2 separate regions of the Cricetulus griseus genome follow, and region 1 is linked to region 2. A link is a contact called in public Hi-C data. All regions are on one chromosome and are shown on one strand. The core of a region is the stretch at or near the end of the contact, and the rest is flanking DNA. Distances in the headings are between cores, read along the strand shown.

Evidence for each region. A called contact is a pair of places that touch in the nucleus more often than the background predicts.
Region 1: a Hi-C map of the CHO-K1 cell line shows a contact between it and region 2, with 4 times the contacts expected there. The contact joins the promoter of LOC100765393 here to the enhancer-like site in region 2. A contact is called at or near these places in 3 of 8 Hi-C or Micro-C datasets (the CHO-K1 cell line and fibroblasts).

What each region holds. Positions count from the first base shown.
Region 1 is chr3:36,330,876-36,334,861 of CriGri-PICRH-1.0, reverse strand. LOC100765393 (COBW domain-containing protein 1) reads right to left here and starts at 2,680. Exons shown (of 15, transcript XM_027406494.2): 1 at 2,428-2,680. The coding sequence starts at 2,575.
Region 2 is chr3:36,189,611-36,194,176 of CriGri-PICRH-1.0, reverse strand. The region is part of intron 14 of Dock8 (dedicator of cytokinesis protein 8); the gene reads left to right. Among named protein-coding and RNA genes, the nearest start is that of Dock8, 100 kb to the left of the region's middle. Within about 2 kb of position 2,791, at least 1 of the 6 cell types and tissues checked has open chromatin away from gene starts, as enhancers often do. A contact at or near this core is called in the CHO-K1 cell line, where this site is marked.

The sequences.
Region 1 (3,986 bases), core at 1,431-3,930, 140 kb before region 2:
TCTACAAAGCCACGGAGAAACCCTGTCTCGAAAAAACAAAAAACAAACAAATAAACAAACAAAAAAACCCAAGAGGCCCTGAACATAATTATGTACAGGCCAATGACGAAGTTGAAAGCCATGCATGTAAGAGATTTTCTCCAAATAATTATTAGATCTTAATAATTAACCACTTTATGAAGAAGAAAAAGACATCATGATACAATTGACACTCATTCAAAAGTATCTACCAGGCACCAAATTTAAGGCTCTGCCTCTATGAAGCTTAAACATGCTAAAGGGGGCAGGTAGAGAACTTAGATATAAATTAGGAAGCTATTTTGTCACAAGTTAATCATTCAACAGGAGACACACAAAACTATGGAGAACTTAAGAGGGATATTTAGCCAGAGCAATTACAGGAAGGAATATTCCAAAGGGTACCTTTAAGACAGCAGTTCTCAACCTATAGGTCACAACCCCTTTGGGAATCAAATGACCCTTCCACAGGGATCACTTATAAGACAATCCATATCAGATATTTACATTACGATTCATAACAGTAGCAAAATTACAACTATGAAGTAGCAATGAAAGTAATTTTATGGTTGGGGGCCACCATGACATGAAGAACTGTATTATAGGGTTGCAGCATTAGAGAGGTTGAAACCACTGATTTTAAAAGTAAAATAAGTTCAATATGTTAGGCCATCTAACAGGCTATAGAGGTAGACAAAAGCCACATCACAGAGGTCCTTGAATTCCTAATAAAGAACCTAAACTGTCATCCCAGCAGAAGCCAATAAAGGGTGTGGCACAATCACACTAACACTTTGTAAAGATCAGTAGGGCTAGCACATGATTATATTACAGAGCAGGGAGACTCAGGTCTACTGTAGTTAGAAAGAAATACTGTTGGTGCTGCAGGTGGTTGGGAATTTCAGGAGCAGGATTTCAGGAAGATTAGCGTATGGAGTGTGTTGGACATGTGACGTCTGGAGCTGTCAGTAGGACATCAAAACAGAAACTATACAGAAATGAAACTAAAGGGTGGAAGCTGGAGAAATAGGTGGGAAGTAGGAGGCCAGTGGAGCAGTGTTCCTAGTATTTCAAAAAGAAGAAATGACAAAGGTGGCAAACTGTCCCCTAGGTTCAATCAGCAACAAAGGGGTTGTTAGGGTTTGTCCTGACCCCAGAGCTTCAGGCCATTAGGCACCTGAATTGTTCCTTTCACCTACCAGTAAACAAAGTGCAGAAAGGCAAAGGGGCAAGTCTGAAGTATGCCCTTTGAACACGGAATTTCCTCAACTTCTATGGAGTAGCTAGCGTCTAAATCCAAAACATTATTCCTTTATAAAAATTGGGCCCAAGTAAAATCTAAAATAACCTTGGTCTGACTCTAGAAGGAAAAAAACCTGGTGAGAGGTGCCAGTGATTTCTTAGTCATATGTAAAAGGTGTCCCATGTACAGGCTCTCTTGCAGCACACAGGAATGAGGGCACTTCATTCTAATTTGTAGTCACTTAATAGTTGTTGCACTCTGTTAACTGCACTGTTTTTGTTTTTTAGTTTGTTTTTTTGGGTTTTTTGTTTTGTTTTGTTTTCCAAGACAGGGTTTCTCTTTTCTGGATTGTTTTGGAGCCTGTCCTAGACCTCGCTAGGTAGACCAGGCTGGCTTCGAACTCACAGAGATCCACCCGCCTCAGCCTCCTGAGTGCTGGGATTAAAGGCGTGCACCACCAATGCCCGGCTTAACTGCACTGCTTTAAAAGGATATTTGCAAATGTTTCCAAGGAAAAATAAGTCGTGAACTGTCCTTCAGAAAAACTGCACCATGTTCACAAATCTGTGTTTTCGGGTATCCCCTATGTACCCCCAACACCCCAGCTTAAGAAAATCTTCAAAGCAAAGATCTTACGCTAACTCGATGTCCTACAGGGCTTTGTAAGGAGTCCTCAAAAGGAAGGTGGGAGACAATTTACAACAGTTAAAGCTTCCCACTAATGACTGGAAGAGTTTGGTTCTTGTGAAGTGTAATCTCCTAAACTAAGCAAGGTCTGGGGCATTTTTCATACAGGGCATCTTTATTATTATTATTATTATTATTATTATTATTTTCTTGATCAGCTTTTAATAACAATAGATCGTTGGTTTTGTTGGGCTTTATTCTCAGATGAGAAAACAAACTCAGGTGACTTTTATTATTTTCCATCTAAACTGAGGTGGATGAGCTTCACAAAGGTAAGAAGGCAGCTCCTCAAGGGGCCATAGGGCAATAAGGTGCGTCTGAGTTTCAGAACCACCTTTGAAAAAGCGAGGAGAAAGAGACCCCAAAGCCTACTCGAAGACATTCGTCCTCGGCCATGGAGCCCGGGTGCCTGAAGCGACACGCCAGACCCCCCTCCGAGAGCACAGTTCACGGCGTTTTTCTGAGCGACCGTTAATTACCTAAATACCCGGTGATAATTGTGACTGGAATCTTAACGATGAAGTCAAGATTTTCCTCCTCTTGTTTGTTGGTCTCAATGGGGACCAGTTCAGGACAATCCTCCGCGTACTCCTCTTCCGCCTCCACAGTATTCATAGCCGGTAACATGCCACCGGCAGTCCACCGCCCCCTCAGCGAAAGAGCTGCCACAGTCGCCCTACTTGGAATGGATTCAGTCAGCGCTGCTCTGATGACATCACCACAACGCGACTCTCAGCCTGACTTTCAGGAACCAGCCCGCCCCCCAGCTACGCCCCTACGAGAGTTAGAAACGCCTTCCCGGGAAGCCACGCCCCTGTGCAGAGGTGGACACGCCCATACACGCATGGACACGCCCCTCATAGGATAGGACACACCCTCGGATGTGAGGCATGCTCTAGGGGCGTGTCCTCCGATAGTGAGCCTGGCTGCACTGTGTTGTTAGGACGCTAGGAGCTCTCTCTCTCCTCTAAGCTCGCTACTGTCTGTTGCTAGGGCTGAGGGGAGACAGGTTAGGACTTGGAGTGGCTTCTCCAAAGCAGTTCCCACAAGACAGGCTTTCTCAAGTTGACATCTTTTTACTCTCAATAAATGAATTTTTGTCGGGCGGTGGTGGCGCACGCCTTTAATCTCAGCACTCGGGAGGCAGAGGCAGGCGGTGGATCTCTGTGAGTTCGAGGCCAGCCTGGTCTACAGAGCCAGTTCTAGGACAGGCTCCAAAACAATACAGAGAAACCCTGTCTCAAAAAAAAAAAAAAAAAAAAAGAAAAGAAAAGAAAGAAGTCCAATTTTTTTAAATTCACAATGAAAAATGATTATGGAAGTCATGCTAAGAATTGAAACCTTTCTACCGGAAGGATAACTAGCTAAACTTTTTACAATGATAATTACCTATTATAGTTTGTCTGATCTTTTACAAAGTAATAATTTATATTTGTTTTATTTATTTTTCATTTTCTCTATTTACTTAGATACCCGTTAAACTCGGTTCATTATTTTATCTGTTGGTTCATAGTATTCTTGTTAAGATGGAGAACATTCCTCTGCAGTTGTTTATAGTGGACTCCTTGGCAGCACCCCTAGCCCAAAATTGTTAAATTGCATCTCTTGCATTCCAACTAACTAAAATCATGAATTTGCCTGAAATTGCTGCACATTCCTTTACATATTTGTTTTGTCCTGATACACATAAATAATGTTTAATTTTGTTTTTCAATTTCATAAAAAGAGTACCATACAATGTATATAATCTCTTGGGGGTTGCTGTATTTCCAGCTTCACTGCTGAATTTCCTGTCAATTGTTTTCAGGTGTTGCTGTTTTGTTTCATTTTGAAACATTAATACATGCTCTCAACAACTAAGAGATCATATTGATCCAGTGCCAGTATTATCGGACATTAATCCCTTACCAATTACATAAAACTAATACCCCAATGTGATCTCCAGTTGCCTGTCATTGGTTTATGAGAAGGACTGAGCATCTTCTTGTGTGTTTTGGCCATATTTAATTCTCAGCCTTAGGAGGATAGTTCAGGCCAG
Region 2 (4,566 bases), core at 1,542-4,041:
GTGCCAAACAATGAATGCTTCCATTGACAAAGCCAGAAATTGGGGATGGATTAGTCATGTTCACTATGAAGGGAGCTATCACCATGGTCTAATGGCAGATGTCAGTCCTCAGCCTGACCCACCTCAGCCAGTCCTCCACCTCCTCAGGGAACACCTTTGTTGGCTGTGCCTCTGCAATGTCTTCGTCAAGCTCATTATGTGTTACCAGGGCCCATTCTTCCTGCATCCTGTGTGGACCCTGCCCCCAGGTCCCTCGACCCTATTCAAGTTGCTATGAAGAAACGTCCCAACCAAAACCCATCTTAACAGAACTGCTCAGGCTTCCCAGGCATTGGGTATGCATAAAATGAACACTTGCTCAGATGGCTGAGATCACTTTACAGGATGAGAAGTATCATTCCCAAAAGTGACTGGGTAGCCCACATCAGGGACCCTGGTCTTCTGAAACCCCATCCAACCTGCTCAGTACTGGCAGGAAGGATGGATTTAGTCCACAGTACCAATGTCCAACCTCTATGGAGGGACCGAGCTAGACAGGTATCCTTTGAGACTGACCCAGGCAAGCAGCTCTGAGAAGTCTCCAAGAGAATTACAGCAGTTCCAAAAGTGGAAAACTAAGGTTGACAAAAAAGACTATCCAAGTCTCAGTTTGTGTTCCTGTTTCCATGGCCAGGATTTTTTGTTTTTCTTTTTTTAAAGACTAGCTGTTTGCCTAAGAATGCATTGGAATTGACTCATAGCCTGTTTTTCCTGATGCCCAACAGCTGGCAATAGAGGTGCCAGCTGCCTTGTGGTGGGAGCAGAATAAACACAGTGTGAGTTGGGGCCCAGTCCCGGCAAGGCCTTCAAGGGCATCTTATCCGGTAGCTGCCATGGGGGTGTGTGCTGAGATCACAGGCGAAGCATTTGTAATGAGCTTGTTAACTCCATGCCGACCTTTTAACTAGTGATTACATTAAAGAAAGCCACATAAAGTGAATTTTCATCTCTCAGCCCAGCCTCCAAAGTCTTGTTTATCTAATTATCGGACTGCTTTGGAGGACTGTGCTTGCTGAGAACAAGGCTATCAGTCGGAACACAATTTCTTTGATGGATAATTAGCTGTTTCCAGGCCTCCTCCTATTCAGCCGAGTGTTCACAGACCAGAAAGTCTGATCTGGCCTAACAAGGAGGTGCCTTGCATATCCTGTGAAGTCTTAATGGATGCTGTGAGGGTTGCATGCTGGAGAAGAGAAAGGCTCAGGATAGATGTAAGGCTGAGTCCAAGTGATCATCAGGGTGCTAGGGTTTAATTAGTAGGATCCTTAGGAAACAAACCTAAAGTACTCTGAAGGAATTGGAACACTGGACATGTCCTTGAATGGGACTTGATTGTTTTCAATGAAATAGATTCCCAATTTAGTTATCATTGTTTCTAGAGTGAATCTCTTCACTGCTGGGTGTGGAGAAGTGTGGGCATGCCACACAGTGTCCAGTCTCATTCTGGAGGGCCCTACTCAGGAGCCCCAGGAGCTGTCCTTTGCTAAAAAGTGGTTTTACCCTCTGAATCTACCCTCAGTTAGGTTCTCCACTCTACAGAGTCATCCAAAGGTCTGTCATGACTTAGATAGGCATGCCCTGTCATCTGCTTGATTTGGGAAGCAATCCCAGCATGCACCTAGATTGTAGTCAGGTGTGTCTGTCTGTTAGAAGGCTCTAGCCCAACAGCTCGACTTTCACATGAGGATGGTGGTTTTCATGCTGTGAAGCCTCCCTTGTCTGTGTGCTCACCCTGGCACAATTACCAAGTGCTCTTGGTAGTTTATAAAAAGTTTGGATCTTTTCTATTTAACTCTCCTTAAAAAGAATGCTTTACTTAAATCTCTATCAAAGGCACTTCCATTCTTCATTGTTCCATTAGTTGTTTGAGTTTTACTTATTAAGAAACAGGTAACCACTTCCAAAGTTTCCAAATATTAAGGATACTAAAGACAGAGAGAAAATTCTGCATTATACTCCTGACTTCCATCCCCATAGTTCCTCTCTTTGGAAATAGGTTGTCTATGTGTGTAAAACGATCCACAAACTAGTGCTTGCAGTGCCTGCTAAAACAAAGGAACGGGCTTCTATATGTATATATTTGCCAAGGAAACAACAGCAAACCAAACAGATGAAAAGAGGGTATGCTTTATATCTCAGACCTCTTGGACCATTGGAGGCAGCCATTTTCATGCAGACGGGAAATGCATGTATATGCATTTATCCTGTCACACATTAACGAGCATAATCCTCACACCCCACCCCTCCCTACCCCCACCTGCTCCTCCTGAGCAGCTGGGTGTGTGGAGCACTTTTTGTGAATGCACAGAATCTCTTGCTTTTTCAGAGCTGCCCTTTTGTGTGCATTCTCCTGACTTAGTTACTCTTGCGCTAATGAGCCGTTTGCTCTATGGTTATGTTATAATGGAATATCTTAACATATATCGATTCATGCATGTCTATTTATTGGACAGTTTCCTGCTTTTCATCCTTTGAAGAAGTGTTTGGAGAACTCTGCCTTAAGAGAGGAAGCCCCAGCATTTGTTTTACTAGTCTTAGCAAGCAGTGACCAGAACTTTATGAACAAACCATTTACCTTGGGTGAGCAGCAGGCAAATGAAGCCATTTGAAATAGCCAAGAAATGGAAACAAAATGATTCCTGGCTCTAGAACCAACTCAGGCTTAGTTGTAAATCAGTCATACAGAGCCCACATCCTGGTGAGTTGCTCCCAAGCACAACAATCTTCTCTTTTCTAAGAATGGAAAAAATTCAGAAGAGAGCCAATGACCTAAGGTTACTCACAGCCTTGACTGTTATTTTAGTCCTCGGCTATGGTTTTAGTACACCATCCAGCCACTTGAGGGCACAATACACTCACTTCTGGACTCTTCCGGCAAGCAGCTGCCGTTTTCATTAGAAAATCTTTCATCAATACAAGACCACGCAAAAGTAAGCACTATCCGAGTGCCCCCAAGAGATTGTTGTTGCTTTTCTGTTTTGTTTTGTTTTTGCAAAAGGATTTATTCTCACCTCCAGCTCTGCCTCCTTTCAGCCTTTAGCACTTTGTTTGGAAAGTATAGTGGGAGGGGTCAAGGTATGCATCCAATGACACACAGTGGAGTCCCCTTTGGGGCAGTGGTCCACGGTACAAACTTACATTTCTACAAACCCTGCCTGGTATAGGAAACTGAACTATAGGGAATGTGAAGGTGAAGCAGTGATGAGCCATATGTAAAGAGGTGCTGTGTGCATAGTCATTGGTTCTATAGTCCATGGCTCCCAACATTCTCCTTATTTTAGGCTCATCTAAGTCTGCCATGCTTTGGAGTTGCTGCTCCTGAATGACTGTTCTAACTAAAAGTCTTGCTATTTAATGGTGACAAATGCTATTTTTACCCCCCATAGATCCTATTTATAGAATCCAGCAGGAGGTTCACAATACACCCTCTTTCCATATAACTTAAGGTTGAAGCTGCAGATATGGAGAAGTGATTAAATGGAGGCAATCCAGGCTTGTATTTCACTGTGATGAGTGGTTGGTCTAGACTAGAGGGCACACCCTAATATCCAGGAGCCCATCTTTCTTTGGTTTCTGTGTTTTTGTTGGCTTTTGTCATCGTTGTTTCCAGACAGGGTCTTACTAGTCTGCTCAGGCTGGCTCCAGACTTATGGGCTCAAGTGAGCCTCCTGCCTCTGCGTCCCCGGTAAATGGGGTTACAATGTGCACCTTCTTTTGTCTAAAAACTGGTTTTCAACAGGGCTAATCCTCCTCCGATGGATGGATTAGCCTTCAGGACTATTCTCTCTTACTTCTTTTGCTGATATGGGAGGGGGAAAGGAGCCTTTTATCTTTAAGTGTTTTCATCCTTAGTTTCAACTTTCCCATCTACCTTCCTGAGGCCCCCCAAAATCATCATTCATCCACCCTTCTCCTTAGAGCAGAGGCGTTTAACAGCTCTCCATTAATGGATGCCCGTGGTTTCAGGTCTCAGACTGCCTGCCCTTGGCTCCTCACAGCATGAATTGGGGCAAAATGTGAGCTGCTGTGTCATGGTTTTCCAAGGGGAAGAGTAGATGTGGGTGGGAGGGGCAGCTAAACACCACAGTGGAAAACCCACATACACGGAACCGCAGTGCGGGGAGGCCTGAGTTTTGACAGTGTACATAATATCTTTTTAGTTTTAGTTTTCTCTTATTTTGGGTGATGGAGAGGAAAGTCACGGCCTGCTGCTGCTTACTGTACACTCTACCATGGAGCTACAGACCCAGACCCAGTGTAAGAAACCATGGCTAACTGACTAGATGTATCTTTTTTAAGTTAAAAAAAATTCATTTTCCCACTAGCTTAAAGTACCAGGGAGATTATAAAACTACAAGAGATGAGCCAATCTTACCTCCTTTACTTTATGGGGTTTTTTTTCTTGCTTAGAAACTTTCAAAATGTGAGTTCAGATCTATGCAACGTTTCATGGCATTATAAATAGTATGATGGTTTAATAAAGGACAAAATCAGAGGACCTCAACTTAATGACTCATTGAGTTTTGA